Regions from separate parts of the Mus musculus genome. Here all the other regions are linked to region 3. Evidence: chromatin contacts called from public HiCAR-type and promoter capture Hi-C data. All regions are on one chromosome and are shown on one strand. Each heading gives the region's core, a stretch centred on a gene start, on an enhancer-like site or on the middle of the called end of the contact. The rest is flanking DNA. Distances are from core to core; before and after follow the strand shown.

Region 1 (2,700 bases), core at 52-2,551, 2.4 Mb before region 3:
ACAAAAGATATAGTCAAATCAAAAACCTGTGGAATCATTCCATTGAGTACAGCATGTATTACAGATCCACACTGCAGAAGTGGGATTCCTGTGGGTTGGGGAGCAGGGGGAGGGGGTAGGATAGGAAAGCTGATAACATTCGAAATGTAAAGAAAATATCTAATAAAAAATTAAAAATTAAAAAAAAAAAGAAGCTGTACCATAGGAACTGACTGATCTGAACTACTGCCGTAGCAAGTTTTGAACGTTGCAAGTCCAGAAGCAAATCACATTGAGCCATCGTGTTCTCCTGTGCGTGGGACCTAGCTTCTTTATGTCCAGGAGGTAAAGCCTTTGGAATGTCCACTGGGACTCCTAGCTTCCATCAGCCAAAGGGGGTAAGAAATTCATCAACTGCCATCTGAGGGGTGTTAACACAAAACCCACTTACCTGACGTACCCACCGACGTATCTGAAAAGTGGGTTGATTTGTTGTCGTTTCTATTAAAATTGGAACATGAAACAGGATTTGAGGTAGCCTGAATTTGAGGTAGTTCCTGCGGCCACTGGAGGTCCTATTAGGCACGAACGGTATTTTATTCCCTTTGAGGTGAGTTGTGGCTTTAGATTGACAAAATTTATTAACAATTTAAAACGTCAAGGTGAACACTTACACTGGAAAACTGCTTACTAAGTATTACTTTTTCCAGGTCCAAAACCAAAAATTTACACACATCATATCGTTTCATTCAGATCCCAAATGCAGACAACCTTTTCTTCTTACCTCCCATCAGCTTGTCTAACTCATATACTGACTCTTTAGGCTGTGAAACACGATCATTTATTGCACTAATTCCCAAACTACTTAGCTTAACAAAATCTCTTCCCTTACTCTTCCACGCCACGATTCCATCCATGCTGTTTGTAGTTTACTTTTTGATTATCGCCTACCTAGAGTCCAATAGGTTTGCTCCCCAACAGGTTTAACTGCCACTGAAACACAAGGCCAAAGCTAAGCAGGGAGGCCGGACTCCAGAAGGTTCTGCGCCCATCTGCCAGGCGCCCTCAATGCCCGCAGTCCTGGAGTACTGGGTCTGGGTTCCACGCTGCTGAGCGACCCCCATTCCTGTTGAAGCCTTGCAGCGATCACGCCCAAACCGAGGCTAACCCGGGCCTCTGGAAACAACACACTGCCCACCTCCGCCTTAAACCCCGGGTTAGAGAACCCGCTAGGTTGCAGCGCCCTGACCTCCTGAACAGCAAAGAAGGCGGAGCCTGGCCGTGCGCACGCGTGCTGGGCACTGGTCGCTGCTGGGCCTGTGTGAGCATGCGCGGCAGCAAGAAGGCGCGGGTTGCTAGTTTGCAGCTCGGCTTGGCGATTATTGTGCTTTAAAAACCTGCCGGGCCATGCAGCGTCTTTCCCGGTGGGATCCCGTGCGTCTAGGCCGGCTTTTCAATAAGTGCCCTAGCTGCGTTGTGTTGTCAGCCAACGTTGCGCGGGGAAGAAGGTGCCTGTGAGGGGCGTACCCTCTGCCATGAAGAAGATTTTTGGCTTCAGGAGTAAGGGCCCATCGCCCTTAGGCCCCTCTGCCCGCCCGCGCAGCAACTGCGTGGGCTTTGGACGCGAGAGTGCTAGTGGCTCCCACGTGCCCAGGTACCATATTCACGACAAGGATATGGGCAAGATCCACAAGGCTGCAAGCGTGGGAGATGTAGCCAAAGTGCAGCATATCCTTATCCTTGGAAAAAGTGGCGTGAACGATAGAGACAAGAAGGACAGGTAATAAATGGCCCGCCAGTTAGCGGGGCGGGACGAAGCTGGTGGGGGAGCGTGCACCTACCTTGTCTGGCTTTGGGGCTGGAAGACAGAGAGTCTATCTTTCATTAAGGAAGCTTGACTCTTCCCACCTGGCTTTGAATGCCTAAGTCTTAGTGGGGTCTAAGCCCTGACCTGTATGAACAGCAAGGACAGCAACAAAAAACACTTCAGCTGGTTTCTGATCCACTGACAGTTCCCTTCACTGGCAATGTAAAGCGAGTTAACTAACATTTTAACTTTCTGCATACATATAAGAAAGTTTTATGTTGTAGAAATACATAATAGGAGAAATGTTTCTGTTCAAGGTTAAAAATTCTTCCACTAACATACAGGATCCATCTTATCACTGCCGTACACCTGTGTGAATGGTTTTGGTTGGTTGGTTTGTTTTTACTGCATTTTGAAGTGGGAAAATAGTTCCATATTCTCGAGTCAAAGATTGGTAATTCCCAGAACTCGAACTCTGAATATCCTGATCAATTTAACGTAAGCCAAACCCGACCGTCAGCGTTTTAACAATTTTGAGTTTCTTATGTTGCTTTTGATTTTGTGATGAGACGAGAAAAAAAAAACTTTCTAAAGGATAAAACTACTAGTTTTCACAAGTCAGTCGTTTACTAGCAGCCAAAGAGACACAGCAGTGAGCAGGGTGGAATAGAAAACCCAGAACATATCCAATCAAGTATATGTAAGAATTTAGATATTGCTGGGCAGTGGTGGCTCATGCCTTTAATCCCAGCACTTGGGAGGCAGAGGCAGGTGGATTTCTGAGTTCGGGGCCAGCCTGGTCTACAGAGTGAGCTCCGTGACAACCAAGGCTACACAGAGAAATCCTGTCTCAAAAAACAAAACAAAACGAAAAAACCAACCAACCAAACAAACAAACAAAAAAACCAAAAAAG
Region 2 (2,700 bases), core at 38-2,537, 2.9 Mb after region 3:
CATGATCACAAAAATCTAGGCATTATGTTCCAAGGTTCTCAAAGGCTAACCCTCCCCCACCTCAGTTTCTGGGTGAGTAGAGACAGCAGATGGCACCAAACCCCAGGGAGCCCAGCTTAGTCTGGTACCGCTCCAATTTCTCTCAGGACTAGTTTGAACTAGTGCCTAGGACCACCAATGCAGGGCCTGCCTAACCTCCCTGACAAACACTAACTCTCAGCCTTTCCTTCCTTCTCCTGAGGCTTAACTACAAGAATGGGCAGCTCTCGTCCATCTATCGACAGCAAGTCAGCCAAGCTACACATTCAATTCCAACTCACTTCTATTTCCTACCTGCTGCTGTGCCTTTAAACACAAAACCAATTATAGGTACAAACAAGCTCAACACTTTCCAAGCCGGGTCCCTGGTGAACGCTGCCGTTCTGGCTTTGCTGCCCTGGTTCCCGAACTAGCACAGTGCCCCAAGGGACCTGGCGTCAGAGGCACGAAGGTGTCCAGAACTTAGCTCTGAAAGCCCTGGGGCCCTTGGATATGGCGGAAGCACCTACTCCCGGGAACTCCAGGAGCAGAAGGAAGTAAGGGGTAAGGGGTGGGACAAGGCCCGCGGGGCTAGAGCCCAATCTCCCGGATGCTGCGCCGCTTCCCTTTTGTCAAAGTGTAACAAGTCAAACAAGGTTTCCCTTCTGCCTCTGGCCCAGGCAGCCTCAAAGGGAACACTGCTGCCGCGGACGCTCCCCACGAACGAATGGCATGTCAATTCTCCCTGCTCCAGGGGCTCAGGAGGAGCCTAAGGCGCCTCGCCAGGGCTGCCCCTTCTCCACTGGCACTACCTCCCGGCCCCGGCCCGTACTCACCGGCCACCTCCAGTCTGGGCTCATCGCCGGGGGCGCCCGCCGGGGCTCCAACCCCGTGTGGGAGGCCGGCGATGAGAGACGGGCCGAGAAGGGGAAACCCGAACTCTCGGAAGCGAAGCTGGCCGCCCCGGCTCCTGCCCCGCACTCTCTGGCCCGGCTCCCCCGGCTTCCCGCGCTGACCCCTGCCACTCCTGGTCCCGCCGGTGCCCCAGCGTCGCAATTCCGCAAGCACCTTCGCGTTTCCCGAGCTTTTGGATCTTCTGGCCTGGGAACCCGGTGCCGCCGGGACAATGGGGGGGCTCCTGGAGGCGGCACAGGAACAGCAGCGGCGAGACCGTGGCGGCAAAGGCTGTGGCAGCGGCGGCAGCAGCAGCGACGGCGACGGCGTCCGCCAGGGTAAACGTGGTCCCGTGGCGCTGTATAGACGCACTTTCGCCACGGTTCCTCGCCGGTCTACTGAGGAGCTTGAGACCAACCTGTCGGTCTGAAAAAGATCTCTGGACACCTTAAAGGGCTCAGCAAGCGCCTCCATGTTCTAAGTGGAGTTTCTGGCGAGCGAAAGCTCAGTTTTGGGGAGTCTGAGTCCTCGGGCCGTTTGTGGCGAATCTGCGACTACGGACAGGCAGCGCGAGGCTGGGCGTGAGGAGCCCGCCCTTCTCCCCTCCCCCTCTGCCGCCGCCTGCTCCCTCCCTCCTGCTGGCGCGACTGCTGCGGTAGGGACCTGGCCTTGGTCTCCGAGGAAGGCGACTGGGAGGAACGGGGCGGGAGCGCCGGGTGGGGCGGAGTTGAGGGCAGGGCCTAGAGCCGGACGAACGCAAGGGAGCCGCAGAGGCCCGCAGATATGGTCAGGGGCGGGGCGACGTGGGAAGACTAGGCCGGCGCGGGAGGGGCTTGTGTTTAGGGGGTGGAGCTGCGGGAAAGCGGTGCCCTGATGCGACGACCGCAGCCGGAAGAGTGGGCCCGAGGGGCCCAAGTAACGAAGGGCGGAGCTTTGGGTAAGCCTGGAAGGTGGAGCTAAACTAGGGATGAAGCTACAGCTGGGAAAGCGCACCACAGTGCTGCAGGGTAAGGGCGGGACTTAGGAACGTAAGGGGCGGGGCTTCCGCTGAAATGTGAGACTGAAGGGTGACGAGGCGTGGCCCTAATGAGGGAACTGAGTTTGGGGAGGTTCCAGTGCATTCCAGTAAAACTGTAGGACTCAGATTGGCAGCGCTGGACTACAAGGTTACCGGTAGCTGATTGGAAGACGGTATCAAAACACACAGCCCATTGAATATGACTGACACCTCAAGTGTGATCGTGGGAAATTCTTCTTTGGGTTCTTCAATTGTAAACCTGGAACTCGAAAATTCTGTCAGTTCCTGGGGGTTTCAGAGAATTTGGATGTCAGGGATCATCATTGTCAAGCAGTGCTTGTAGTTTTGTCACTGAAGAGTATGATAGTCTTCCAAGATGCTAGAGTCACTGAGAACGCGGTTTATTTTCATGCGGACTTGGTATTCAGCTCCCTAAAGTGCACGTTTTCTTATGACACGTTTCCCCCGAGAAATGCCAATAAAACCAGCACTCCAAGTTGTTTCCTGGTCAAAAGGGGGGGTCTGGCGTAAAATCGGTGGTTTCTATAAAGAAATGGCTTATTGCAGCGGAGTTTCTCATTATTAAATGGGGATAATATATAGTCCCTCTGTCCCGGGGTTATGATAAGGATTAAGAGAGTTGAAGACTGTAAATTGCCTAATACAGTGTCTGTTGTATAAGATTCGCATGCACAAAGAAAATACAAGCTATTATACTCATCCAGAAAATTCAGAATAAACCAGTAATCGCAGCACTCAAGAGGATTGAA
Region 3 (2,700 bases), core at 40-2,539:
TTACATGTGCAAGCTCATCCTCACCACCCTCCAATCTGAGTCAACCCTGCCACCTCCTTCTCCTTCACCTTTCCTTTAATTTATCAAAATGTATATCCATTTTACTCCCAATGTTTTTCTCTATGAGCACACTGCGTCCTTGCTTTCACCATCTTGCCAGTTGCTTCCTGAATGACCTCCCTCACCCAGGCCACTTTTCACATGGCTGCATAATAATTTAAAATCAGACATAATAATCAAGTTCCTAGCCCTGCAACCACGGCTGAAGAAAAGCTCAAAGGCTTCCTGAAACTCTCAGAAGTCCCAAACCTTTTTTATCTACCTCTTTTCACGTGCAGTCTAGGTCCTGACTGCAGCACCCTGACCAGTAGCCCCTTAGCTCCCCTTCTGGCCAGGCCGTGTCCTCACCCCAGTGCACTCTTTGCAACTTAAGGATTGTTAAATTGGACTGTAGCTCCATCATCCCCAACTACATTTCGCCCATTTGGTCTCCATCAGCTTTCAAACTTCACGAGCCAATGGACTCTGTTTATTACCGTTTTCCACTCACAGATCCTCCAATACCGGAAGAAGCTTTGCCATCTTAGTGACGGACGACTGAGTTAGAGACATCCCGATAATTAAAGAGATGAGCTACTAGGGGTTTTGTCATTGACCTAAAGCCAGTCCCTAGTTGGAAGGCCCTGGGAGTCAAGGTAGAGAGAATTGTGCGACTCGGAGGAGTGGGTCCCAGAAATTAGCTTTAGCCTGTTTAGCAGGACAGCTGGCCTGAGTTACTGAGGCTCTGAGGGCACCCGAAAAGCAGAGAAAGGGGCTGAGGATACGTGGGGTCCAGAGGTGGAAGAGCCGAGAAGCTGAAGAGCCCACGGTCCGAGGGGTTGAGAGGCTAAAGAACGACAAGCCGAGGAGTCGAAGAGCCGAGATGCTGAAATGCTTCAGCGTCTGAACTGCAGGAACGGTCAGGAAAAACTCTGGCGGAGGATGCCGCACCACCTGCAGCGCCTCCGCTTACTTGACCTGCGCCCGCGTGGGGGGGTGGGCCTGAGGCGTGGCTACACCTCTGGGTCGGGTCACGCCCCCACGGCGTGCGCGGTCCCGCTCGGCACCGCCTTGCGCATGCGCTGTCGGCGGGAGGCGGAGGTTGTGGGCGGCTGTGGCGACGGGGTGCGCGTTCTCGTTCTAGCTGTCGTTCCCTCGCGCTGGTTCGCGCTCGCGCGCCGGGGCCGTGGCAGCGGCGGCGGAGGCGGCGGCGGCAGCGGCTGAGGCGGCGCGGGGGGCGGGCCGGGAGGGGGGGGTGGTCGGGGTGGGGATGGACCGGGCGCGGCGGCGGCAGCTGCAGGAGCCGGCGCTGGAGACCGAGCCGCGGCGCTGGCGGAGACGCCGGCTGTCCGTCGTCTCTCCACCGGTGAGTAGGACTGGCCCAGGCCGTGGGTGGGGACGGGCGATCTCTTTAGCGCGGCCCGTCGCGGTCGCGGGGCCTCCTCGAGGCCTGGCGCGGATCGGACCTCTGGTCGCTCTGGCGGCGCCGAAGCCCCGGGCCTCCGGCCGGACCCCGCGTCTCCGGGCCTTCTGCCTGTCATTGGGACAACCCCCGCCCCCGCCCCCGCTCGGGCACTCTCCCCCGCTCTCCTTTGGGCAGAGCTGAGCGAGGGGCGTGTGAGGACTCGCGCCCAGGCCCAAGGCCTCCTGGCTAGCCGAGGTCTGAGAGTCCTCCCTCGTCCGGCCCTGCGGTACCCATAAGTTGGCCACCGAAAGTCAGCCCTTGCCACCTGAAACCAGTCTTGCACCTTTTGTTTTGATTTTGAACTCGTGGTTTAACTTGGAGGAGGAAACCCGCTGTCCTGCGAAGAATAGGTGAGATGGGAGTCTAGGTGGTTAGGATGCCCTTTATTAACCCTTTTTGTGGAGAGCAGGGGGCCCGCAGTGAGATGCATTTCGCTACAAAACCTGAGATTTCAGCCTCAGCCAAAGTGTGGACGGTGTTGGTCCAGTGATTCAGTGTCTGTCCCACTCCATCCCTGGACAGCGTTGATGGAGGTTCCCCTACTGGATCTGCTGCTGGGGCTTCTGGAGGTAGCCCACTTGAGCTCTTGGAGAATATCTCTCTGTGCTCTGGTGTCACGTTTTACCTTAGTCTTCATAGATCATAACCAATGTCCAGGCTTAGGTTTTATTGGAAAAAAAAAAAAAACGACTACCATGCACCCCTTCTAAAATGGTTGTTGTCATAGCCTGACATAGTTGTCAAAAGATCCATGTGCACATGCGTCCCTGGAATTCCTAAATTGGCTTTTCTTTTAAGGAAAAAAGAAAAATAGAAAGAAAACAAACACAGTAAAAACCCCAAGATTGAAAAAGCAGGTAACAACTTTAGAATATAGCACAAGTTTGATTTGTTCCTCTCCCTGTCCTGTATCTTAAATTTTAGAAATTAAACTAAACCTTTGTCTTTGAGTGTATAGAATTTGCATAAAGAAATTGTCACAAAGCTTGGAGGAAAACCTTAATAGAAATGGTAAGATATAAAATCCTCCAGGACCTGGGGTCTTACCCCCCAACTTTCATTTACAGATTGAGACTGAAATTGTGAGTGGGTGGTAGTTTTATCAGTGTCTCGTAACAGAGATACTTAGAGGTGGGATTTTAGATCAACAGTACCTTGCCCTCCACCAACAGAATTGGTTGTGTTTTTTGAACTTA

Evidence for each region. Promoter capture Hi-C pulls out the DNA fragments that hold promoters and counts their contacts. HiCAR-type assays count read pairs that join an accessible place to other places.
Region 1: a promoter capture Hi-C map of pre-B cells shows a contact between it and region 3, with 5 times the contacts expected there. The contact joins the promoter of Ankrd26 here to the promoter of Tmcc1 in region 3. A contact is called at or near these places in 3 of 39 promoter capture datasets (3T3-L1-derived adipocytes, hippocampal neurons and pre-B cells) and 1 of 115 datasets of contacts at active chromatin or transcription factors (astrocytes).
Region 2: a HiCAR-type map of astrocytes shows a contact between it and region 3, with 5 times the contacts expected there. The contact joins the promoter of Brpf1 here to the promoter of Tmcc1 in region 3. A contact is called at or near these places in 1 of 39 promoter capture datasets (pre-B cells) and 1 of 115 datasets of contacts at active chromatin or transcription factors (astrocytes).

Annotation. Positions count from the first base shown.
Region 1 is chr6:118,560,872-118,563,571 of GRCm38.p6, reverse strand. Ankrd26 (ankyrin repeat domain 26) reads left to right here and starts at 1,301. Exons shown (of 34, transcript NM_001081112.2): 1 at 1,301-1,759. The coding sequence starts at 1,515.
Region 2 is chr6:113,305,724-113,308,423 of GRCm38.p6, reverse strand. It overlaps Brpf1 (bromodomain and PHD finger containing, 1), which reads right to left and starts at 1,287. Exons shown (of 13, transcript NM_030178.2): 1 at 1,087-1,287.
Region 3 is chr6:116,191,963-116,194,662 of GRCm38.p6, reverse strand. It overlaps Tmcc1 (transmembrane and coiled coil domains 1), which reads left to right and starts at 1,289. Exons shown (of 6, transcript NM_177412.1): 1 at 1,289-1,405.